Regions from separate parts of the Macaca mulatta genome. Here region 1 is linked to region 2. Evidence: chromatin contacts called from public Hi-C data. All regions are on one chromosome and are shown on one strand. The core of a region is the stretch at or near the end of the contact, and the rest is flanking DNA. Distances in the headings are between cores, read along the strand shown.

Region 1 (6,132 bases), core at 1,543-4,042, 57 kb after region 2:
AATTGCATGCCCATAAAGGTAAGCATTACATGACACAATTCTCTGCCGCTTCTCTCAGAAGAGGTTTAATTTTAGTGTTGGCTCTTCAACACTGTCCCCTTTTTTTTTGTTTTTTTTTTTTTCCACGAGCATCTTAAATATGTGTCAACTAAATATCCAGTAGTGGAATTCATCATTGGGCAGGGCAGAGAGGAGAGACCGGCACACCGGCAGCACCTGTGCTGGAGCCACCTGCTCTCACCTGAGCCCACATTGATCCGAGAGAAACTGCAGACACACTGACATGCCCAGCTCTCACCACCACCTCCGCCAGCAAACCCCGTCCACTGCAGCTCTGTTTCTGCATGGTGTTTGCTCAAAGCGAACGGTCCCGTCAAACGGCCCATAACAGCGCTCAGAGGATCAATCACAAAGGAGGCACTTTCCTCATTGCTCATAATCAAGAAGATAATTTCCCAAATCCATCCACCCCATGTTAGTAGGACTCTGCCCAAGATCATCACCAAAGTCCCTGAAAATAAGCGATATGAAATGCAAATTCCATGTCACGTAACATAACCAGGGACCTATATAACATTTCTGCATGAGCTGAGACACACAAAACTAAGATTTGTTCCGTCCTCTTTTCTTCTGCCTCAAGGAACCCTTTTGATTAGAGCCTTACACAATACTGGAAACTGTGAGGTCACTGGAGTGACCTAATCTACAACACTGTGATCGCCTGTCAAAGTGCCGCCTGATCCCAAAGCTCTCTGAGGTGGCATTAAGGATCAGTGCTAATATCTCAGCAACCTCTCAGACTCTCCAGAAGGAAAGCGAGTGCGTGAAATTCAAAAAATTACCTTCTGGCTCCACAAAAGATGTACAAGTCACCAAGGCTATTTTTTTTCATGTCACTAGTTTTATCCTCTAATATTTCAATCTTAAAATTGCAGTGGCACCAGTTACTGCAAAAAGGACATTCGAGAAGGTTTTATATAGCTTGTGCCCACTCCACCCCCAAAGTCATAACAAAAATGTATAATACAACATTTGTTAAAGACAATTACCATCAAGTCAATGTTAATGGGACCTGAATACCAGGGATAAGAGAAGTACTTATATCACAGCAAAAACAGGGCCTTAGAAAAAAACTCATAACCCTTCAATCTTACCAAAAATTGTATAAGTCAACGTGAATTATTCCAAAAACATCATCAGAGTTAAGCATACTGCTAAGAGTAATCAGCCAAGCTCATGTAAAACTACAAGTAAAAACCCCTACGGTGAGAGAAACCTGAGTTACCTGGCCAAGCCAAAGATGATTTTTTTCTTCCATTCACAGCATATTAAAAAGTGATCTCAATGGCCACTTCCTGGGAAGCAGGGCCTCACTTCATACCTGGATGCTACTGCATCTTCCCACCGCCCTGCTCCTGCCGCGGGAAGTATGACCCCTACTGCCAAGAAACTCTTGGAGAAAATATGAGAATAGATCAGTCTTCCCACCCCCACCCCACCCCCGCAACAACACACATACACACACACAGATACACAGCCACACATACGGAGGGGGAAGGGGCGGTCCCTCCGCCAACAGTAGCCTCAGCAAAGGGGCACCCGAGGAAGCGACACCCTGGAGTTAACCCTGACAGTCTGGGTCAATAGCCACCAGGCTGAGACCCCCAGGTGAGGGAAAGAGCCTACTGAAACAGGGCTCTTGGGTAAACGGGAGAGAAAAGTCCTCTTTAATTCACTACCCAAAAAAATGGAGCTCTGGCTTGGTCAGAGACGCAATGGGTACTGAGGCCCAGAAAGGCAACAGGAAGGATCCCACCCTCCCCGAAATCATCTGTCGCTGGCAGCGACCCCAAGAGGGTTTTGGCGAAGGCGTGTCCAGTCACAGAAGGGAGACAGACTCTCCACGTACCCTGGGTACCCGGCCAGGGGCAAAACACACTGGGGGTTCTCTCCGAAGCCAGGAAGGTGCTGCCAGCCGGGAGGAGGGGGAAGGACTTCTCTCATAACCCAGAAGGCTAAGACATGGGAGACACAGGTTCCCCGAGTCATACCCCGGACACCAGTTGCTTCACAGCCCTTCTCCCTCCCCTCCCCCGCTCCGGGAGGGCTTCCCGGGGGTCTCAGGTCCCGGAGGGAGGGCGATGCAGGGCAGCTTCGTCCAGAGCAGTGAGGGTCATAGAGCTGGAGCAGAAAGGGGAGATAAACTCTACCCTTAGCCCCCCGTCTGCTTCCTCCGCCCAGGCCGCACGGAAGCCTCGGCCTCACGTACCAAGCGCTGCCGGGCTGCCCGACCTGCCCCCGGCCCGGGCCCGAGGAGTGAGAGGCAGAGATGGCAGCGGCCCTCGAGGGGAGGTGGGCGCCAGACGGGTCCCCCGAAGCCCGGTGGGCGAGGGGGACAGGAGAGGGGGAGGGTCCCAGGCCCATGCGGCCTCCGTCCCAGCTCGCGCGGCGGGTACTTACGTTGCTCTGGGGGTCGATGGCCTGCAGCAGCCGGTCCCTGATCTGCTGCGGAGACGCCGGAGCCGCTGTCATTGCCTGGGCGAGGCGGGGGGTTGCGGCCGGGCCAGCGGGCGGGCGGGCTGAGGCGGGGGACGGGGGTCACTCACTCGCCGGCCTCCGGGAGCCGGAGCCGCATGTTCCCCGCGGCGCCGGAGGGTTAGGGGCGCGCGGGGTGGCGGAGAGGGGAGCCGGGGCCGGGTCTCGGTCCCGGGCCGCCGCCGCCACCGAAGGAGGAGGAGGAGCCGCCGGAGCCGCCGCCGCTTGCTGCCGCCGCCTCGAGAACCAAACTCCAGTGAGCTGCCCCCGCGCGGAGTACTCTGGGTAGTCCGCGCCGCACGCAGCGTCGGCGCCACGCTGAGGAGGTTGGGAGATGGGACAGGCGGAGACGCCAGGCATGGGCGGGGCTGCCCGTGCGCCCCGCCCCGCGCCTCCGCGCACGCGCGCGCAGGCGCACTCACCCGCCTTGCCGCCCCGCCCCGCCGCCCGGCCTAGGCAGCCGTTGGGAGGAGGTTGGGCGGGGCAACGGTCGCTGCCTGGAGACCCCGCCCCCGCCCGGGTCGCGGGGCGGGGCTTTCTGACGGAAGCGCGCGCGCAAAGAGTCCTTGAACCCGGACGCTCGCGGCGGCTACCTCAGGGCAGGGAGGGCGGCGGGAAAATCCTTCCTGTAGGAGAGCCTTCCCCGGCGCGTGACTGGGGGATGAGAGTCGCAGGCTGAGCAGCTGCCGAAGTTTTTGTGAGGGCGAGGGAAGCAGACGTCCACGTTGTGATTCTGCGCACGGAAGGGTCATCGGAGGAGTCCAGGGGTGTCGCCGCGGCCGCCCCCGCCCCTTAGAGAGTGTGGGAATGGGTGTGGTGACGGGCGGGGGTCTGCATCGCCACGCGCGACCCCGATCGCGAAAACGTGAGGCGGCAAAGAAGCCGCCCCCCGTAGCTGGGAACGCTGGAAAGCCGGAGGTTGCAAATCTGCGTCTACGCCGCGGCTTCTCCACCTCGGCGCCACTGGCATTTGGGCGATATTGCTCTGTCGTCGGGGCGGGTCCCGCGATCTGTCGAAAGTTGAGCGGCATTTCTGGCCTCAGAAGCGCCCCCTCCCCCAGTCTGCAGTCATTGCCGCCGTCCCTTGTTGGGGCACAGTCCCCCCGCCCCGCTACCGGCAGAAAACCCCGTGACTGAAAGACCCTTCTACCCGCCTCTGCCTGGAGGTGCTGTAAAACTGAGATGCTCATTCTCTTAACCAAACACGTCACAGGAGGAAACGGAGGCCCAAGGTCACCTAGACTTCGGGGTTAAGCCCAGAACCGCAGGTGTCAAGTTTAAGGGCGCCCCTCCTCCCTCCACCCTACTTATTGCCTTCTGTAATTGCTCCCCTCTCTCTGGGAACTCTGTTGGAAATGCTGTTGTGAGACGGGGTGGAAAGGCAAGCTCGGCGGCCTCGGGAGAAATCTTTTTTTTCCCCACTGTTACAGGAAGACCTAGATTTAAAACAGGAGGAAGACGGCTGATGAGAACCACATGTGTGCCTTGGCGCTGCCTGGCACCTGTTAGTCTTGTATTTGTTGTGCTTCTGGGAAATATTTTCATTTGCAAAAACGGCTGCTTCTGCACGTGGCTATAGTTGCGTGCTTCTGCACATGTGAAGTTTTACATCCCCTTGGAGGAGAAAAGAAACACGGGCAAAACACTTGTCATTTACTGCTCCCAACCTCACCCCTCCCAGAATGCGGAGCATTGTGTATATGGTGTACATGGTCCAAGTTGGAAACTGGCCCATTCGGAGATAATTCTTTATCTCATTTCTGATAAGCAAAATAAACAAAGCCTTCCTCAGGCATATTCTGGTCTTGCCTTTCAATTTCTAACTCGGATGTACAGTATCTTTTTTTTTTTTTTTTTTTAAATGATTACATAGGAGACAATTTATTTTGCATGGGTCAAGTTATTTTAAGAAACATTTGGGCGGGAGTGGTGGCTCAAGCCTGTAATCCCTGCACTTCAGCAGGCTGACGCGGGTGGATCACTTGAGCTCAGGAGTTCGAGACTAGCCTGGCCAACATGGTGAAACCCCATCTCTACAAAAAATACAAAAATTAGCTGGGCGTGGTGGCGCGCACCTATAATCTCGGCTACTAGAGGGGGCTGAGGCAGGAGAATTGCTTGAACCCGGGAGGCAGAGGTTGCAGTGAGCCAAGATTGCACCACTGCACTCCGGCCTGGGCAACAGACTCTGTCTCAAATGAACAAAAACAAACAAAATGTGGGGCCAGCCATGGTGGCTTATGCCTGGTAGCTCATGCCTGTAATCCCAGCACTTTGGGAGGCCGAGGTGGGCAGATCACTTGCAGTCAGGAGTTCAAGACCTGCGTGGCCAGAATGGTGAAACCCCTTCTCTACCAAAAAATCAAAAATTAGCCGGGCATGGTGGCACCTGTAATCCCAGCTACTTGGAAGGCTGAGGCAAAAGAATTGTTTGAACCCAGGAGGCAGAGGCTTCAGTGAGCTGAGATCATGCCGCTGTACTCCAACCTGGGTGACAGAGCAAGACTGTCTTGAAAAATAAACATTGGAAAGTACTCAACTTACCTGTTTTTTAAAAACTAAGAAGCATTGACATGACTGAGTTCCTCAAGGGCACTGGCTCTTTTTGGTATCCCCAGTAGACAGAAAAATAATATTTGTGGAGTAAGTCAATGAAAGTTTCATCAAATACACGGTAGTGTTACACACACCCCCAGACACATGAATGCATTTCAGTTTCTACAGATCTGGTACACCATGGGTCTCAACAGCTATTTCCAGAATGAATGAAATACTTCATAAAATATAATACTATATACACCAGGATACACAAAACACACACGGATAGTTTTATTCCACATTTAATATATGTAAAAGGGTGCTTTTGTAAATGCAAAGATTGAATCAGATAACCACTGAACAGCAGTCTTGAAAACATTAGCAAGTTCTCTTAGGTCCAGGGTGGATACTGCAGTTCACTTAGCCAACTTTCTGCATTGAGACATCCTTGCCAGGAATCCTGTCAGTTATGCAAAGATGCGGCACAAGATAACTACTCTTGCTGTGATGGTTCGTCCTCAATGACAGGTCCCTTATAGTATTTAGGTACAACAAGGTCTTTTGTGCTTGGAATGCCCTTGAAAAAGCTGCCTCACCTGTTAGTGAGGGGAATCCCAAAGAGAAAGGGAGAGGAAGGGCTGGGTGCAGTGGCTCACACCTATAATCCCAGCACTTTGGGAGGCCGAGGTGAGCAGATCATTTGAGGTGAGGAGTTAAGAGACCAGCCTGGCAAACATGGTGAAACCCCACCTCTACTAAGAATACAAAAATTAGCTGGGCGTGATGGTGGGCGCTTGTATTCCCAGCTACTTGGGAGGCAGAGGCAGAAGAATTGCTTGAACCCAGGAGGCGGAGGTTGCAGTGAGCCAAGAGCACACCACCTCACTCCAGCCTGGGTGACAGAGTGAGATTCCATCTCAAAAATAAAATAAAATAAAATAAATAGTAGGAAGAGAGAGGAAGTAGCTCAGAGTCCATGATTTGCTCTTGCCACGGGAAGAGGCAAAGAAGTTAGTGTCAGGAGGTCAAGTGCAGAGTATCTTCAGTCCAGCTGGATGG
Region 2 (5,455 bases), core at 2,931-5,430:
GCCAGACTAGAGCTGGGCCGCCCACCACAGAGGCCCAGGGAAAGGCCTCTCTCCTCCCTCAGCAAAGGGATACTACCTAACACTTTGAAAATGGTGTTTGCTGTGCCAGTGATGCTCCGGGGGGTGGCTCGGGGCAGGTGGTTATTAGAGCGCCAGAGGCAGGGCTTATTTGTGGGTAGCCCTATTCCCATACGGTCACCCTCATTAAGAGCCTCTGCTTAGGGCCACAGCCCAGGGCTGGTCCTAACTCCACAGATCTATTCAGCTGCCACTGACACACCAGGGCCTGAAGCCCTGATCCTCTGTAAGGCTCCCCCTTCCCTCTTTTTAAAAAATAGTTTTTTTGAGACTGACTCTCACTCTGTCACCCAGGCTAGAGTGTAGTGGCACGATCTTGGCTCACTGCAACCTCCGCTTCCTGGGTTCAAGCAATTCTCCTGCCTCAGACTCCCCAGTAGCTGGGATTACAGGCATGTGCCACCATGCCTGGCCAATTTTTTTTGTACTTTTAGTAGAGGTAGGATTTCGCCATGTTGGCCAGGTTAGTCTTGTAGTCCTGACCCACAGGATCCATCCACCTCGGACTCCCAAAGTACTGGGATTACAGGTGTGAGCCACCGCGCCCAGCTCCCATTCCCTCTTACTTCAGGCTCTTCCAGTATGGTTACTCCTGGCTGGGACACTCCACTGATGCCTTCTCCTCCCGCTGACCTCCTGCCTTCACAAGGAAAGCTTTCTCCAACCCACCTCCACCTTGGGAGGCTTCTGTGCTGTGTTCCCAGGGCCACTGCCTGGGCTTCCCCAGCAGAGAGCTCTCCACCCACTCTTTTTTTTTTTTTTTGAGACGGAGTCTCACTGTGTCGTCAGGCTGGAGTGCAGTGGTACAATCTCTGGCTCACTGCAACCTCTGCCTCCTAGGTTCAAGTGATTCTCCTGCCTCAGCTTTCCGAGCAGCTGGGACTACAGGTGCCTACCACCATGCCCGGCTAATTTTTGTATTTTTAGTAGAGATGGGTTTTACCATGTTGGCCAGCACGGTCTTGATCTCTTGACCTCGTGATCTGCCCACTTCGGCCTCCAAAAGTGCTGGGATTACAGGCGTGGGCCACCGCGCCCGGCCTCTCCACCCACTCTGTTACATCATCCAGTTCCATTAGTGTACAACCTTAGGGCAGGTCCTTGTTCGCTGCTTTATCTCGGTGCCTAGCACACAGTAGGCACTCAATAGCCGCTAGCTGAATGAACGAGTAGCAAACATAGTGACAGAAAGCCTTCAACAAGGTCTGGCATGTGGGGCTAAACGACTCCCAACTGCCAGGATCCACCGGGATCCATTCCCGCATGTCCAGCTCTTCTGACTCTTGGCTCAACCCTGTCCTACCAAGAACACTCTTCACTTTGGGAGGCCGAGGAGGGCAGATCACTTTAAGTCAGGAGTTTGAGACCAGCCTGACCAACATGATGAAACCCTGTCTCTGTTGAAAACACAAAAATTAGCCAGGAGTGATGGTAAGCGCCTGCAATCCCGGCCACTCAGAAGGCTGAGGCAAGAGTTGCTTGAACCCAGGAGGCGGAGCTTGCAGTGAGCTGAGATCCCACCACTGCCCTCCAACCTGGGCAATAGAGCGAGACTCTGTCTCAGAAAAACAAACAAACAAACAAACACTCTTAAGGAGAGGTAGGAGAGGTGGAGATCTTAGGACGGAGTGGTCATGCCACAAGGAGGGCAGAGTGGGGGCTGTGGACCTGAATTCCAGCTTCCCCAATACTGGGCTGTGGCCCTCAGGCACATGATTCTCCCCTCTCAGTCCATCTCAGGAAAACCTGAGATCAGGAATGATGACTACCAGCCTTATCTGCCTTGCAGGGCAGGTTCCAAAAGTTATGATGTCATTATAATTAGTCTGGCTGTCTAACCGGGTCAATTCCCAGTCTTTCCTCACTGTGTGAAGTTTCTGGCTCCTTGCCCAAGCTGGGTACAATGTCCCGTACAACGGGGAAACCTGATAAACACGATGATATCCGGTGATGCAGCTACACACCTCTGGGAAAACTTTGACTTCCCAGGAGCCAAGTCACAGTCTGACATCACCCTGGGGGAGCGAGACTGCAGAGCACACACAGGTCTTGCTGGGACAAAGACAGGCGGGAATTAAAAAAAAAAAAAAAAATCAGCCATAGGTGGCCCAATTTCTATAAGCCGATCCAGGGCACTGCCTTTCTGAGTTACATAAAACACAAGATGCCAAAAACCAACCACTTGGAAAAGAGGCACGGTGTCCAGCATGAAATGGATTCCAGCTGGGACGACAGGCACCCAACTTCCACTTAAGGATACCGGACAAAGCTGTCTCTGGCTAAAGCCATGGCTATTCTTGCCCCAAGCCAGGAAATACCCTGGTTTGGCATCTTGAACCGAATTTGGACTGCGCCCAAAGCATCCTCCTTATGCAGCCCTGAGTCCTGTGTGCTGCTTTCGCTTCTGTTCCCAGACCATCACAACTTCTGGCTGTTTTAATTTCTAAGACTTTGCTGGATTTTGCCAAGATCAAACTCCTTTGATCGTATCTGGCTTCGGATCCCAGAGGTCCCCTGACAGCTCTCTCTTGTAAAGAAGTGAAAATCTAGCCAAGTGCAGTGGCTCACGCCTGTAATCCCAGCACTTTGGGAGGCTGAGGCAGACTGATCACTTGAGGTCAGGAGTTTGAGACCAGCCTGGCAACATAGTGAAACCCTGTCTCTATTAAAAATACAAAAAAAAAAAAATTAGCCAGGTGTGGTGTTGCATGTCTGTAGTCCCAGCTACTCGGGTGGCTGAGGCAGGATAATTGCTTGAACCTAGGAGGCAGAGGTTGCAGTGAGCTGAGATTGTGTCACTACACTCCAGGATGGGCAACAGAGTAAAACTCCGTTTCAAAAAAAGTGTAAACCTATCCCACAGCGTTCTGATCCGTCCCTAGTCCCACTGGAAAGGCCACACATGGGGTGTACGGCCAAAATGTGACCAACCCATTACCTACCAGCAAACCCAGGTAGGGTATGGGAGGAAAATTGTATCTGAAAGGGACAACAGTGTTCCTAAGACCACACAGCAGAGATCACAGAGGTACACATACTCCACACACCATTGCTCACAGCGTGATTCTAGAACTTGAGTAGTAAAAGGCCACTGGAGGCCTCTACACTGACTTCCCTATTTGACAGGAAGCCAGGCAGCCTGCAGACCAGGATCCTGACCACGTCACCAGTTGGCAACAGGGAGGAACCCCCTGGAGGTCCCACCTGCCCAGAGTCCCTGCCCGGGGTTACCTTGGTGCTCTGCTTCTCCTTCATAATGATCCGGGACAGGAGGACCACCCAGATGGGCATGGTGGCCTTGACTGCAAAGAGAGGGAAGGGCACTCAGGGGGCTGCCTGTGTTCCAGGGCCCAACCTGTTCCACCTCCACGGCTGGATGGGAGGGCTTGGCAGCCCCTCAGACCTCTTCACCCCTTCTCTGTCGGTAGGGCTTCCTCCCACCACGGCAGTTGTGGTCTGTCTTGCTTACCTCCCAGCTCTCTTCTCAGCCCCTTTTCTCCCTAAGAATCCTGTGCGTGTCCCTCCCCTACCAAAAGCCTTGGTAGCCCCTCTGCTGACTTCTCAGTCCGGCGGGACGCGCCCCGGGCGGCGCACTCCTTTCCATGCGCCCAAGACCCAAGCTGCGCGCCCCGGCCGCCGCCCCCTAGGCCGGGCGCGGAACCTACCGGTGTGTGCATAAGACACCGGCACCTTCCAGATGCTGACGTGCGCTGACACGGACGCGAAGTACTTGCCAAAGGCGAGCGGCAGCACGTAGCGCGGGTAGAAGCGCGGCGGCAGCAGCGGGCCGGACGACGGATGCGGACTGGGTCCGGGGCCCGAGACGGGCGGCGCGGGGGGCACGCGCCAGGCGCGCAGCAGTGGCGGGAGCCCAGCGCACAGAGCTAGGATGTGGCACAGCGACACGGTCACCGGGAACGGGAAGGCGCTCAGGATCACTTTGTTGACCACGTTGCCGCCCGCGCTCAGCGCGTACCACAACAGGCACAGCGCCGCCACCCGCGCGCCCTCGCGCGCCCCGCTACTGCTGCTTGCTGCGCCCGGGCCCCCAGCACCAGGGCCCGCGCCCACCGCAGCCGCCGCCATCCTGCCCCAGCGGCCGCCCCTTCCCGCCCGTCCGACGGCCCGACGCCGGGCGGGGGCGGGGCTGGGCGGGGGCGGGCCCTCCGGCCTAAGCCGTTTCCCATTGGTCGTTGCCTCTGTGCGTCATCCCACCGCGCCGGCCGACGCGCCAGCCACCACGTCTCGAGTGCAGGCCCAGTCCGCTGTAGATGCGCTTCCGGCGAGGGCGGAGCCGAGGCCGGAAGCGGAAGAAGGGGACGGAGACCTGCATCCAAGCTGTACCACCTGAGACGTGGGCGGTCCCAGTGACCGGGAGCCAGAACTCGAGCGGAACAGGCGAGCAGGAGCGTGGAGGGCTTTGCAGCGTCGGCGTCTGTGCGTGGGCTAAATATCAGGGCCTCTACCAGGGGTACATGGGCACCCCCTAACTAGATTCCTGTTGGCTGGCGGCGGCTGACACCGAAGGTAAAAGACCTTTTGGGGAAAGAAACCAGTTGTGAAAAGCTCTTGAGCTAAACTTCCTCCGCAAACTGGGGCGCACGCGCGTGGCCAAACTCTGGCAGTGGGACTATCCCGGAGCACTCGGTCCCTGGAATCATGTTCTGGAAACCGCCGCGACGTGCGCAGTTCTCGGGCCTGGCCCTCGTATCATCGCACTGAATCCTAGGAACGTCGTGCGGTAGGTATCACCATTCCCATTTCACAGACCGAAGTCCAGAATGGGGAAGCGACTTGTCTTAGGCTTCCTGGCCACTCTGGGGACCGTGGCCGTGGCAGCGTCCTTAGACACCTGTCTCCAAGGCTCGGCAGAAGGGGGAGGTACCGGGCCCTGACGGCTGATGTCCAAGCACCAGCCGGGATGAACCAGCCCCAGGCCCCAGTGAAGGAAAACAAGACGAAGTTTTCAGTAAGATGATCTTATACTAATTCAAGGACTATAATCTGTTCCTCAAATCGTGTACCTCCAATTTTTTCGAGGAAAGGGTGTTAAAATTCCGTTACAGTGTTTCTTTTCTTTTTTTTTGAGACGGAGTCTCGCTCTGTCGCCCAGGCTGGAGTGCAGTGGCCAGATCTCAGCTCACTGCAAGCTCCGCCTCCCGGGTTTACGCCCTTCTCCTGCCTCAGCCTCCCGAGTAGCTGGGACTACAGGCGTCCGCCACCTCGCCCGGCTAGTTTTTTGTATTTTTTTCGTAGAGACGGGGTTTCACCGGTTTAGCCGATGGTCTCGATCTCCTGACCTCGTGATCCGCCCGTCTCGGCCTCCCAAAGTGCTGGGATTACAGGCTTGAGCCACCGCGCCCGGCCCCCGTTACAG

What was found. Hi-C and Micro-C count contacts between places; a contact is called where the count stands out from the background.
Region 1: a Hi-C map of fetal cortex germinal zone shows a contact between it and region 2, with 2.1 times the contacts expected there. The contact joins the promoter of MED26 here to the promoter of SLC35E1 in region 2. A contact is called at or near these places in 4 of 14 Hi-C or Micro-C datasets (CD4 T cells, blood, fetal cortex germinal zone and 1 more).

Annotation. Positions count from the first base shown.
Region 1 is chr19:17,122,987-17,129,118 of T2T-MMU8v2.0, forward strand. It overlaps MED26 (mediator complex subunit 26), which reads right to left and starts at 2,793. Exons shown (of 3, transcript XM_015123227.3): 1 at 2,461-2,793. The coding sequence starts at 2,532.
Region 2 is chr19:17,064,810-17,070,264 of T2T-MMU8v2.0, forward strand. It overlaps SLC35E1 (solute carrier family 35 member E1), which reads right to left and starts at 4,181. Exons shown (of 6, transcript NM_001266345.1): 1 at 3,744-4,181; 2 at 3,310-3,380. The coding sequence starts at 4,164. LOC144336827 (a long non-coding RNA gene) reads left to right here and starts at 4,452. Exons shown (of 2, transcript XR_013409180.1): 1 at 4,452-5,172.